Linked DNA regions of Sus scrofa: region 2 is linked to region 1. A link is a contact called in public HiChIP or PLAC-seq data. All regions are on one chromosome and are shown on one strand. Each heading gives the region's core, a stretch centred on a gene start, on an enhancer-like site or on the middle of the called end of the contact. The rest is flanking DNA. Distances are from core to core; before and after follow the strand shown.

Evidence for each region. HiChIP or PLAC-seq counts read pairs in DNA pulled down with a chosen protein or histone mark.
Region 2: an H3K27ac HiChIP or PLAC-seq map of skeletal muscle shows a contact between it and region 1, with 5 times the contacts expected there. The contact joins two enhancer-like sites. A contact is called at or near these places in 1 of 47 Hi-C or Micro-C datasets (skeletal muscle) and 1 of 2 datasets of contacts at active chromatin or transcription factors (skeletal muscle).

The regions. Positions count from the first base shown.
Region 1 is chr11:17,037,128-17,043,842 of Sscrofa11.1, forward strand. The region is part of intron 2 of LOC110255810 (a long non-coding RNA gene); the gene reads right to left. Among named protein-coding and RNA genes, the nearest start is that of DLEU7, 70 kb to the left of the region's middle. Within about 2 kb of position 4,089, at least 4 of the 83 cell types and tissues checked have an H3K27ac peak or open chromatin away from gene starts, as enhancers often do. A contact at or near this core is called in skeletal muscle, where this site is marked.
Region 2 is chr11:17,258,661-17,265,375 of Sscrofa11.1, forward strand. The region is part of intron 1 of LOC110255810 (a long non-coding RNA gene); the gene reads right to left. Among named protein-coding and RNA genes, the nearest start is that of DLEU7, 290 kb to the left of the region's middle. Within about 2 kb of position 3,736, at least 3 of the 83 cell types and tissues checked have an H3K27ac peak or open chromatin away from gene starts, as enhancers often do. A contact at or near this core is called in skeletal muscle, where this site is marked.

The DNA.
Region 1 (6,715 bases), core at 2,839-5,338:
ATTTTCTACAGTGGCTGCATTATTTTACACTTCCACCAGCAGTGTACAAGGGTCCCCGATTTCTCCACCTGCCCATGAACACCTTTGTCTTCCATTTTGTTTAATTCTGTTTTTTTTTTTTAAATTTAAAAAAACTTTTAAATTAGAGCCACCCTAGTAGATGTGAAGTGAAGAGGCTTGAGTTTCAATGCTCATTTAGGAACAGGAATTGAGATCTTGAGATCTTGGACTCAGAAGAGGCTCAAAAACCTTGCGCAGAGCCAGAATTTTTAAGTGGCTAATCTCTCACAGAGAGGACTATGCCTATATCTTCCCATCAGGGTAAGGATTTGTCAAGGAAAATTATCTACTTCAATCTGGACTCAGGCTAGTAAAAATTTCTTTAAGGTACAGGAACCCTGACGTTAAGAAAGCAGTTGAAAAGTGTATCCAGACCAGGGATAGGGCTGGAATATCTGGCCATTTGATGAAAAACCTCTTTGCAGGGCTACACCCTTCACCAGAGATGACAGATCATTTCCACAGATAAAACTCAAATGAACATAAACTTAAAATCCAAATTTGAGTCAAAAACTCAATCATGCAATGATACAATCCACCATGAGTAGAAGTCAACTAACCAAATAAGTAATTTGATTTGATCCTCTAGGATATGCAGATAATACGGCTCTCAGATGGAGGCTATAAAATAAATATGGTTGAAATGGCACGGAACTTAAAAAGGAATTAAAAACATAAGAAAAGAACAAGTCCCTTGGGCAAAAAAAAAAGGCTGATGTGAAAAAGATAGAATTTCTATAAATGGAAACCACAGTCATTGAAATTAAAAACTCCATTGACAGATTAAATAGCCACTGAAACAAAGCCAGAGAGAAATTTAATGCATGGAAAAATATATGTGATGAAATTATCCAGACCATAATACCGAGGGAAAACAGATGAAAATTGTGAAAAAGAGAGTAATGGCAGAGTGGAATGTCTGATGCTCTCCTGCCAATAACAATTATAAACACTAGGGGGAAAGGAACAAACAACTGGGAGAAGAACAAAAGCTGGCAGAAGCTGGTGAGGATTTGATCTTTAGTGAGTGAGATCCGCATTCACATGTTTCTTCCCCCACCTAAGGGCATTCCCAGGTCCGTCAATGTAGCAGAGGAGCCAAAGCAGAAGGTGGCAGTCTTGTAGGACTGAGGAATGATAAGATGGAGTCTGGGACTACCAGGGAGGCTTAAAATTGAGGTGGGGGTGGGGTGGGGAACCCTAGATAGGGAAGACCCCAAATCTGTATAGACGCTCAACTCAAATCTTGAGCTGATCCCTTCACTACACATGTATGGGATGAGGCTCCAGGATACCCAGAGAGAAACAAGAGCAAGAACGATGAAAGCACTAAGCAGAAGTTTCAGCAGCTGCCTATTACAGGCATAGTTTGGAATTCAAGTCCTTCCAAGTTAAACAGCTTTGAAAAAATGCCCCAAGGTTTTAAAATTAAAACCCAGAGGTGTTTCTTAGGACTTTGGACTAGGGGATTCACCCTATGCCAGCTGCAAAACTGACACAGAACCACCCTTACAAAGCCTAAATCCAAGCCTTCATAAATCAAGATCAACTGCCAGTAATTCAACTGCTTTCTAAAACCAAAGTCAACACTTTTCAGAAGGAAAGGAATTCAGAGTCCCTACAAAATTTTCACCCACAACATCTGCTATAAAATAAAAACTGACTAGTCATGCAAAGATGCAGGAAAATATAGCATAGAGTGAAGAGAAAAGTCAAATATGGAAAGAGACCCATAGACAAACCAGATGTTAAAATTAATGGAAAAGGATGTTATTGTAATTATGGCAAATATGTTAATGAATTTATAGGAATGCATGGGTATAATGGGTGAAGATATGGGGAACTGTCAGGAGTGACATATAAATTGAAAAAAGAATCAAATTAAAATCCAAGAACTGAAAAACACAGTATTTGGGAAAAAACCTCATTTCCTATAACTGACAGTATATTAAACACAACAAATGAAAGGAGTAGTGACTGTCCAACAGGTCACTAGAAATAGAAAATAGGTCAATAGAAATTACACTGAAAGACAGAGAGAAAAGGCTTTTTCAAAATGGGCAGAGCTTCCTTGAGCTGTGGGACTGTCTCAAGTCTAAGACACACATGTAAGAAGGAGAGGAGAGAGAAAATGGGGCAGGAAAAATCTGCAACTATATTGGGTGAAAATATTCTGGACTTGGAGAATAGACTTGTGGTTGCCAAGGGGGAGGGGGGAAGGAGTGGGGTGAATTGGGAGCTTGGGGTTAATAGATGCAAACTGTTGCTTTGGGAATGGATTAGCAATGAGATCCTGCTGTGTAGCACTGAGAACAATGTCTAGTCACTTATGATGGAGCATGATAATGGGAGAAAAAAGAATGTATACATGTACGTGTAACTGGGTCACCATTGCTGTACAGTAGAAAAAAAATTGTATTAGGGAAATGACAATTAAAAAAATTAAAAAAAATTTGGGAGTTCCTGTCGTGGCGCAGTGGTTAACGAATCCGACTAGGAACCATGAGGTTGCGGGTTCAGTCCCTGCCCTTGCTCAGTGGGTTAACGATCCGGCGTTGCCGTGAGCTGTGGTGTAGGTTGCAGATGCAGCTCGGATCCCGTGTTGCTGTGGCTCTGGCGTTCGCCGGTGGCTACAGCTCCGATTCAACCTCTAGCCTGGGAACCTCCATATGCCGAGGGAGTGGCCCAAGAAATAGCAACAACAACAACAACAACAACAAAAAGACAAAAGACAAAAAAAAAAAAAATTAAAAAAACTTTGATTCAAAAATAGAAACACAGACATCTATGAAGCTCAGCAAACCCCAAGCAGGATAAGTGCAAATATAACTAAGCACCTTATAATTAAACTACTGAAAAACCAAAGACTAAGAGTAAACCTTAAGAGCAATCAAAGACATATTATATGAGGGAGAATAATTCCAAGAATGATGGCTACTTCTCATAAGAAAAAATGGGGCCAGAAGACATGGAACTATATATTCAACATGATAAAAAAAAAAAATCATTGCCAACTCAAAATTCTATACATAGCAAATTTTTTTTTTTTTTTACATTCAAGTTAAATAAACACAGAGACTTTTAGAAACAGAAAAGCTGGAAGAATTTGTTGCCAGTAAACACACAATATAAGAAATTCTCAAATACGTTCTTCAGGCTGAAGAAAAATAATACCAGATGGAAATTCAGAGGTACAGGAAGAAATGAAGAACTTTAAAAATAATTAAGTGTTGGGGTAAATATAAAAGACATATAGGACTTTGTCAAAACGAACATCTATCCTTCAAACAACACCACTAGGAAAATAAAAGCAAGTCACAGAAATAAAAGTGTTCACCCCCATAGGACCTGCCAACACAGTTCTCACTGCTGCCTCTGTGGGGGGATAGCTTGGGGCCGAGTGCCAGGGAACAGGGAGGAGATAAACCGTGGATGTTCTCCCAGGAGGTCCCTTTCCAATCTCCATGCCAGGGCCAAGGTGCAAGCTTCCGTTCATCTGGTTCCCACTTCTAGGTTTCAGGCTGTATCTTGCATCCAGGTTGGGGGGCCCAGGAGGAAAGATGGGAAATGCACCACCAGTTCAGTGGTCCATATTCTGAACTCTAGTCTTCTCTCCCAGTCTACCTGCTACTTTTCCAAGTCCTCAAATAGCTGATCCAGGTTTTAGAGCTCCATTCAGTGAGAGAATTGGGGATGGGGTGTGCCTATTCATCCTACCTAGGATTAAAACTCATGATTTAGGTCCTGAGCATGTTAAGCTGAGGTACTTGTGGGATATTTCCAGGTGGACATATCTGTCTGGAGCTTTTAAGCAACATCTTAAAACTATATAGGTGCTTCCAATCATTCCGGTCATGGAGGGTGTATAGAATAAAATAAATGGACAGAGAATAAAACCCTGGGATCCTCCTGGGTACAGGAAAAGGAGCCAATGCAGAGAGACGGGTCAGATAAGCCAGGAGAAAGGCAGGATGCGGGTATCAAGTCCCCACCCAGCTCTCTCCTGAGCTGTACATGCCAGCCGTGCTCTCGTGTTTCCAGGGAGGGCTTTGCTCATCCACCGTCTGTGTCAGAATCACCTGGGGGGGCGGAGTGGGGTGGAGCCAACCCGTTGATTTTCAGGCTACACTCTTCCAAATTTATTTAATGAGAATCCTAAGTGGCGGGGCCCACCTGCCTGAGTTTTTAACTAGCTTTCTGGAAATTTCTCAGGAACGTTAGAGAACCACGGCCCTAGGTCTACAGAATGTGGAAGCCCTGCGCCTGTCACCAGCGTAAAGAGAGGGTGCTGAATAAGTGGAAAGGTACTTTTTTGAGTGATCCAAAGTGAAAGAGAGATTCCCAAAGTTTGGTAAGTGATGCGGCAGGAGGAGGAGGAAATTGAACTTTTATTCTTATTATTCCAGACCCGAGGCAGACACTCTTGGAGCAGCTGAGTCAGGTTCATCTTGAATTTCATGTCTGAAGCCTATTAAGAGCCCAGCACAAGCCTTCAGGGCTCCAGGCCGAGAGAGGGGACAGTGAGTCTCGGGTGGCGTGAGGCTGTGCAGCTGCCGGGAATATGCTGACGGCCATGACAGGTGATGAGCCATTTGGCTGACACTGTCCTTCTTTAAACAGCATCCAGTGGAAGTGCAGCCCTGTTACTTTTACAGGACTCAATCAACAAAGGTTAATTGGTCCATTTTATGCCAAATCCAGTAGTCATGTTTGACGCTGTGCTGCTCTCGCCAGACAACATCTGTTTGGACAGGGGAATGAAACTAGCTGAGATGCAGTCTCAGCTCCCCCTCTTCTCGCCCAGCCTCTCTGCTAAGCGGTATGCTTAGGTACTTTTTGGGAAAAGTCTGAAAGCTAATGTCAATAGAAAACCACATTAGATGAAAGGGAATTCATCACCAAAAGTGCTTCGGGAGAAAGCACTTGACCCCTTTTGAGCCTCCTCATAGTCGGTGCAATGCCAAGTTCCCCTGGCCTTCTCTTGGCTTCTTCCCAACCTCGATTCTTTCCTGTGAGCGCCTCAGCAATGATGACCACGTCTCCATCTGTATTCCTAGCTCCTAGCACAGCGTCTGGCACACACGGGGGTCAAAACGTTTCTGAAGCTTATTAAGCTTCACTGTGAGTCTAGCATCAATTTGACACGCATGCTTCCTAATGGTCTACTACATTTCTTTTTTCTGCCTTCCAGATTTCTCCTGTTCTTTTCTAACCTTCCTTCCCCTTTCTTCTTTGTCCCCCTTTTTGTCTGTCTTCTCTCCTCTACTGCCCAATTACCACCAGAAGAGAACCAGGCTGGGAACTGGACCATGAAGAAAGCAACTTTCTCCATTCCCTCGCCTTGCCTTCCATCTCTCCTCCTTTCCCTTCTCCTCTCTGTACCTCTAGGGGTTCTCTTTCTGCATCTCAAGTCCTCTACGTTGAAGCCTTAATGTGCAGAATGCAGTGCTATTCAAGTAAGAGGAATAAAAGCAATTTCTCACTTGCTATTAATCCCCCATCTTTAGCGATTTGTAGAATTGAGTAAAAACCTCCTCTACAGCACAAAACACAGCTTCACTTTAAGATGCAGCATGGTTCATTTAATACCTAATACTTGCGTATTTTAAGTAGTGAATGCACTACTAACATTATGGAGAATTATTTACATCCCATCACTTTGGCAGACTGTCTGGGGTCCTGAGGACTCAAGAGATTTGACCAAACCCCTTCCAAAAGCTAACTTTGCCAGATCTTCTATGGAACAACGAACAAATGTTACAGATAACAACCATGCCAGAAATCACTGAGATTTGGGGTTTACACATATGTATTTTAAGAAACACATGAAGACACTTGATTTACTGGAGTCCATTATTCTTTTGACTCACGCTGTGCTCTCATCAGCCGTTCACATGTTTCTGAATAATCTAGGCCCTTGGGCCATCTGGAGATTTCACTGTTTGATAGTTAACCACTCCTGGCACTAAAAGGGAGAGGATGAAAATTCAGGCCAGCGTATTTTCCTTTCTGAAAGCAGCTCTCATAAAAGCTTCTTTTGAAACTATATCACTTCTCAGGAAGAAAGAAAGAAGGAAACCAACATTTTCAAATGTCAGGTAGCTATGTACTACCCAGCTTCTAAGTGTTAACTCATTTAATTCTCATAAAAACACTGTAAGGGAGGGGATATTATCTTTATACTATAGATAAAGTAACGAGGGCTCAGAGAGGTTAGGTAATTTGCTCAAAGCCACAGAGCTAGTCAGAGGTGAAGATAGGGTTTGAACCCAAGCCTGGCCAAATCCAAAGCCCACATGCTTTCCAGAACACTCTACTCTGTCTTCAGTGCTTGAATCTTACTGTTGGATTACAGACACGGTCTGTACTTCATTCTGTGCATAGTGACCAGCTCCAGACGCTGATCCATCCACTTCCCCCTCTCTCCTCCTGCCTTCCTGCCTTATTTGGCTTCCATCAGCAGCGCCTCACATTTGCATGGTGCTGTATAGACATCTATCAGGTACTTTCACAGACACTGTCTCATGTCCTTACTGAAACCCCAGGAAGCAGTGTCACTATTGTTACAGTTTATAAATGTAGAACCTGGACTGTGGAGTGATGATGGGATTGGCTCTTTGTCAGAGAGCAACCAGTGTCTGAGCTGATTCTGGAA
Region 2 (6,715 bases), core at 2,486-4,985, 220 kb after region 1:
TAAGTTATGTTTTCATAATTAAAATAATTTTTAAAAAGAGTGTTAATGGTTTTGAAAATGTACCATGTAAAAAATAGACAGGCCTTTTCACTTTTGATTACCAAATTCGAGACCCTGTGAAATGCAACCTAATATGACCCCTATTTAAAATGTCCACATTTATTGTGTAGTTTATCCTGGGAAAAAGGCCTAATCCAGAGACATTTTGAGCTCATCAAATATGTAAATTGTTTTTCAAACACTTTGGGGGTTACCACAAAACCTAAATTGTTTTTAGCCAACCAAGCACTTTCTCCCTCTAGTTTCAAAAGACAGTTGTATTTTTTTTTTCAAGAAAATCTGATTCAGATGTTACTGATTCACTTGCACTTAAATAATTAAAATGTTATTTTGCAAGAACTGATTGATGTGCAAGAAAGTGCTTGAGCCTCTTGTCCAAGCCTATTTAAGTCTGTTTTCTGAAAAACAGGAAACCTTGCTTTGCCAAGAGTAAACCAACTTCAGGGGCACATTTGGGTTGAAAATCTGATTTCAATGCAAATCCAAAGCCATCATTTGGGGATGGGTGAATCATGCTGAGGCATTTCTTCTATGCTTTCCATCTGAAGAAGCTTTGCTACAAACATGATTCTGAGCCCAGGTAAATTTCCACCTCAAGATGCTGAGAGCAGAGAGGCCAAGACCTAGAGGGCTTTATCGAGAACACAACTAGGAGTTCTGAGGTTTGTAACATTTTCTTTTTTTTTTTTTTTTTTTTCCGCACCCATGGCATAAAAGAAGATCCCAGGCTTCCATATGCCACGTCAAATCAGATCTTCTGCCAGCCTATGCCACAGCCACAGCAATGCCAGTTCTGAGTCCAACACCACGGCTTATGGCAACACTGGATCCTTAACACACTGATCAAGGCCAGAGATCAAACCCACATCCTCATGGATACTAGTCAGGTTCTTAACTGACTGAGCCAAAATGGGAATGCCCCAATGCTGGATTCTTAACTTCTAGAGCACTAGGGAACTCCCGTAATATTTCTTATAGCCTTCCTACACTGTTGGTGGGAATGTCAATTGGTACAACTTATGGAAAACAGTATGGAGGTTCCTCAAAAAAACTAAAACTAGAACTCCCATATGATCCAGCAATCCCACTCCTGGGCATCTACTCAGCGAAAGCCATAATTCAAAAAGATACATGCACCCCAATGTTCACTGCAGCACTATTTACAACAGCTAAGACATGGAAGGAACCTAAATGTTCATCAACCAAGGAATGGATAAAAAGATGTGGTGCATACAGACAGTGGGATACTACTGAGCCTTTAAAAGCCTGAAATAATGCCACTTGCAGCAACATGGATGGACCTAGAAATTATCACACTAAGCGAAGTAAGTGAGAGGGCAAAAGACAAACAGCGTGTGATATCACATACGTGGAATCTGAAAAAGTATGTAAATGAACTTATTTGCAGAACAGAAACAGACTCACAGAGTTTGACAACAAACTTGTGGTTACCAAAGGGACAAGTAGGAAGGAGAAATGGACTTGAGGTTTGGGACTGGCATATGCACACTGTGGTATATGGAATGACCGGCCAATGGGGACCTGCTATATATATATAGCACAAAGAACTCTGCCCAATGTTCTGTGGTAATCTGCGTGGGAAAAGAATCTGAAAAAGAATGGATGTGTGTATGTGTATAACTAAATCACTTTGGTGTACAACAGAAATTATCACAACATTGTAAACTAACTATACTTCAATAAAACCTTAAAAAATGAAAAAAAAATCTTGCTCTAATTGATTTCTGAGCATCAGTAAGATAGGTTTTCAAGCTTAAATGTATTGAACCATGAACGTGACTGTGCATATTCCCAGGAGTCTACAGTTCTCTACCAAGATGTACTTTATTTTAGTGGGGAGGGATGGGAGGAGGGGGTTACTTCTATCAAAATCTGGAAATTAATATAAAGTTATTCTGGGTTATCTAGATGACAATCTTGGAGCAAATACCTGTTGTACAAACACAGTTTTGTTTGAGATCACTGTCTGACTGTATGAATTAGTTCTACTTCAACCACCCCCTGCTCATGAGTAAAGCACTGTCTGCCTCCTGGTCTGCAAGCCACCTTCCAGTCTGACACCACCATTGCAAGGATTCATGGGAAGAGCACACATGATGAGAACCTGGCACACTGGAAGCTCTCCATAAATAGTGGGTAATATTACTTTGCAGACTTTCATGTAACATGTGAACACTCAACAGAGTAAAGTTGCTTCCACTTCTTAAAGTAAACCAATTAAAAATAGTCTGTATCAAGTTATTGCATCTAAGTGCAACATAATAAGCCCAGATCATATCTGTTTCCTGAGCTGCATTAGCAGGTAGTAAGAATGCCTCCCCTTGACCTTTTGGCTATGGAATTCAGAAGGTATCCTGTGGCCCTTAGCAAATTCTCACCTCTATCCAGACTTACAGCTGGTTTAAGGGAAATCCAAGCCTACAGCTGCTGGCAATGAATATTCCTGGTGTTGATGTGAAAGACGTGTCACACACCTGTGCCATAATCCAGACTACTTCATGTTAGCAAGAGCTCTTCTTAAAAAATCCTGAGGTTGACAATGTCAGTTTCCCTGTCGTCAAGGAAAAAAAAAAATCCTCCATTCCTGCAAAGTTTTTTTTCTGACTGCTAACTGAATACCTCAGCCTCGATGGAATCTGGGGGTTTGTAATTAGTACACTAAGAGAGTACCATTGACAGAGGGCAATGGGACACAGACAATAACAAGCCATTAGAATTCCATCCGTTAATGTAATTGAAAAAACACATATTGAGCACCTACTGTGTGTTCACTGTGCTCAATGCCATTGGAGACAGAAAATAATAAGACCCAATTCAGTTCCTGTCTTCAAAATGAATGGGCTTGAGGAAAGAACGGATTAGATAGAAATACGAATAATAAAGAATGTAAGGATATATAGGTAAAAGACATGCGAAACATTAAAATGGTTCAAGGTAGCATAAAAGACAAGGGAGGCATATGGAGGAGATGACATTTAAAATGTATATAGAAATGATAAGACAATGTGTCTGTTCCTTACACCAGTTTACTTGTTAAGGGTTCAGGCAGTATTTTTGTCTCCTAATCTCTCAGTGCCTGGAGCATAACAAACACTGATTAATGCTGAATTAAGTAATGCAGTAATTAATAGAGTGGTTAAACTTAATTTATACTTGGAAGATGACAATAAAGGTTGAATCACTGAATGAGTCAATGAGTACAATGTTTCAAATTAACTAATCTGGGAGGGAGATAACGCCACCTACCCGCCTCATTTACTTGGTAGGATAACTGAAATCCAGAGAGGTGAATGATAACTAGCTCAGGGGGCTAGACAACAGCAGAACGAGGACTGGAACCTACGTCTTTTGATTGTCAGTGATCTTTCTATCCATTCCAAGAGCTATCACTTTTTATTATTTGAATTCAAATGCATTTTCTTCTAAGTAATCTCTAATGCAAATTTTTATGGTTCTTTCTGGCAAAACAGAGATTAAATGTGTCAGTCGCTTTATGCTCACAGCTGAAGCCAGGCTGATTTCTCCACATCACTGTAGAAATAGCAGCCACTCTTTACAGAAACCCAAATCCAGACCAGTTGTGGGTCCTGCTGGACCAGGCATGACTGGGAGAGGCTGGCATTCAGTTTCAGGGCATGGAGGGCACTCCCTCCCCTGTCACAGCAACAAGAGAACAGGATGGGGTAGTGGGGGAGCAGGGATGAAGCTTGGGGTCACTGAAAGGATTGTTTTGTTTTATTACATTTGTTTCATTTTTTACAAGTGATATCCTCATTTCAAAACAAAAGAATAAGACTTCTGGTAGATTTCCTCAAAGGCAACTAAGGAGAGATTTGCCAAAGCCATTGCTACAGGGGTTAGTTTAGGTAAACAAGGGCACTGGGAAGCCGTGAAATCTAAACTTTTCCCTCTGGCCCATGCCAGTGCTTTAGCTGCCAAAAAGTAGACGTGCTTTCTGCTTCCAAAAATAAAAAGTGATTATACTCTTGCTACCCAAGTCTACCCTTGGCCACTCCACGGACCATCTTAAAGAGGCGATGAGGGATGCACTTTGTGGTGTTGTTTTTGGAAAGCTCTTGTTCAAAACACTCTTGAGGGTGTACTGTCCTGGGGGTGCTGGTCCCTGTGGGCAGGCAGTGGCCACCTACTGGAGCCCCTGGAAATGGCTTTCTTGCCAGGGACACATGGCTTCCATTAGTCAAGAGCTCACTGGTTTTCTGACCCAGTGTTCTCTCTCATTGTTTTTTATATCTGATGTTTCTCGAGGCTGGACATGAAGGTAAGAAAGGAAAACATGGAAAACCGGGTAACTATTTTTCAACTTACCATGTGTATTTTCCTTTGTAAATTTGTCTATTCATGGCTTTATTTTTCTACCAGTCTATACTTTTTTTTAATTGATTCATAAAAGTTCTTTACGTCTTTGAGGATATTAATTCTTCATCTCTTACATATGCTAGAAATATTTTCCCAGCTTATAACTTGAAACTTCTGTTATAATTTATATAAAGTGCACATATTTTAAGCATATAAAAATTGGGTAAATAGTAAGGTGAAAGACATCTTAGTTTACTATCATAAAGCACTTAGAAAGTTCATCTTTCTGTGGTATATATACACAATGGAATACTACTCAGCCATAAAAAAGAATGACATAATGCCATTTGCAGCAACATGGATGGAATTAGAGACTCTCATACTGAGTGAAATGAGCCAGAAAGACAAAGACAAATACCATATGATATCACCTATAACTGGAATCTAATATCCAGCACAAATGAACATCTCCTCAGAAAAGAAAATCATGGACTTGGAGAAGAGACTTGTGGCTGCCTGATGGGAGGGGGAGGGAGTGGGAGGGATCGGGAGCTTGGGCTTATCAGACACAACTTAGAATAGATTTACAAGGAGATTCTGCTGAATAGCATTGAGAACCTTGTCTAGATACTCATGTTGCAACAGAAGAAAGAGTGGGGGAAAAAATGTAATTGTAATGTATACATGTAAGGATAACCTGACCCCCTTGCTGTACAGTGGGAAAATAAAAAATATTATTAAAAAAAAAAGAAAGTTCATCTTTCTTCTGAAATTATAGTAAATCTAGGCAGATTTGAAATCCCATTTCAGGCCACTCTTCACTCCTCATGGAAGTCTACAACCTCCCTTCTACTCAGGGTGACCAGCTTGTCCCAGTTTCCCTGAGACTCTACTGGTTTCAGAACTGGAAGTCCTTCAAGGGCGCACATATTAGTAACATCCTCATACTAGTAATGAATGTATAAAGAACAGCATGTGAGAAAGGAGAATATCAGGTCACCCTCACACCTCAGGGCTCATTCAGATTCTCTAGGGAGGGAAGAATACCTTCTTCAAGGCTGTGGAAATTCAAGGAGTATAATAATGGGAGGTCCTAATTCATACTCAATGATCAAAGATTTGAGAATCTTGCACTTGATATGACTTGAGCAATAAATTCTTAAATACTTGATTCTTTCTGATCTCTCTTCATCATGCCTTTTTACATTTCCAAAGTTAATCATGTTCTAGACTAAGAATATCATTGAAATGCTACCTAGGCCAGCACCCATTATCTTGTGAAAAATCATTTTCACTTGGAATGAATGAAGTATGTTTTCTGCAGGACTTTATCTGTGGGTTTATAACTGTATTCCGTGTGGCCCAGTACAAGAAATGTAAAACATTCAATAAATACCTGTTGAAGGAATGAATGAATGAGTAAATTAATGTACCAGCAAAACACATTTGATATACATGAGCACATATTTATGAAAAGTCATGAGAAAAAAAACTGCACATGGCATCATTTGCAATATGGAATCTACTTCTTTAATTAAAACACATTTTGAAGAGAATATGTTATATCTGCTGGGAGCATATATTAGAGTCCCCCAAATCATAAAAGCTGAGTTCAAAATATAAATTAAATATAACTCCTTATCATTATAGACAAAAATACAAGCTGCATATTTAAAAATTACCTGTCTTTCTAAAACATCAGGACCATCTTTATTGTTTTGATTCCTATAAAAGAAAACTCCTGCTGGGAGTTTCCTTTGTGGTGCATCGTAAATGAATCCAACTGGTATCCATGAGGTGCAGGTTCGATCCCAGGCCTCACTCAGTGGGTCAGGGACCTGGCATTGCTGTGAGCTGTGGTGTAGGTCGCAGACATGGCTCAGATCCCGTGTGGCTGTGGCTGTGGCGTAGGCCAGAAGCTACAGTTCCAATTCGACCCCTAGCAATGGGAACCTCCATATGCTGCAGGTGTGGCCCTAAAAAAACAAAAAAAAAAAGGGAACAAACCCTTGTTTATTGTGATAGTTCAAATAGCACTTTAAGAAAAAAATAGAAAATGTGGTTTCCCCTTGATAACCATAAATCTGATTTCAAAATCTGTGAGTTTGCTTCTGTTTTAACTGCTGCAAATGACATTATTTCATGCTTTTTTTATACCTGAGTAATATTACAATATCATCTGCAGCCACATGGATGGACCTAGAGAATATCATAATAAATTCAGATAAAGACAAATATCACAGGATATCAGTTATGGAATGGAATATAATAAAAATGAAGCAATTTAACTTGTTTATAAAACAGAAGCAAATTCACA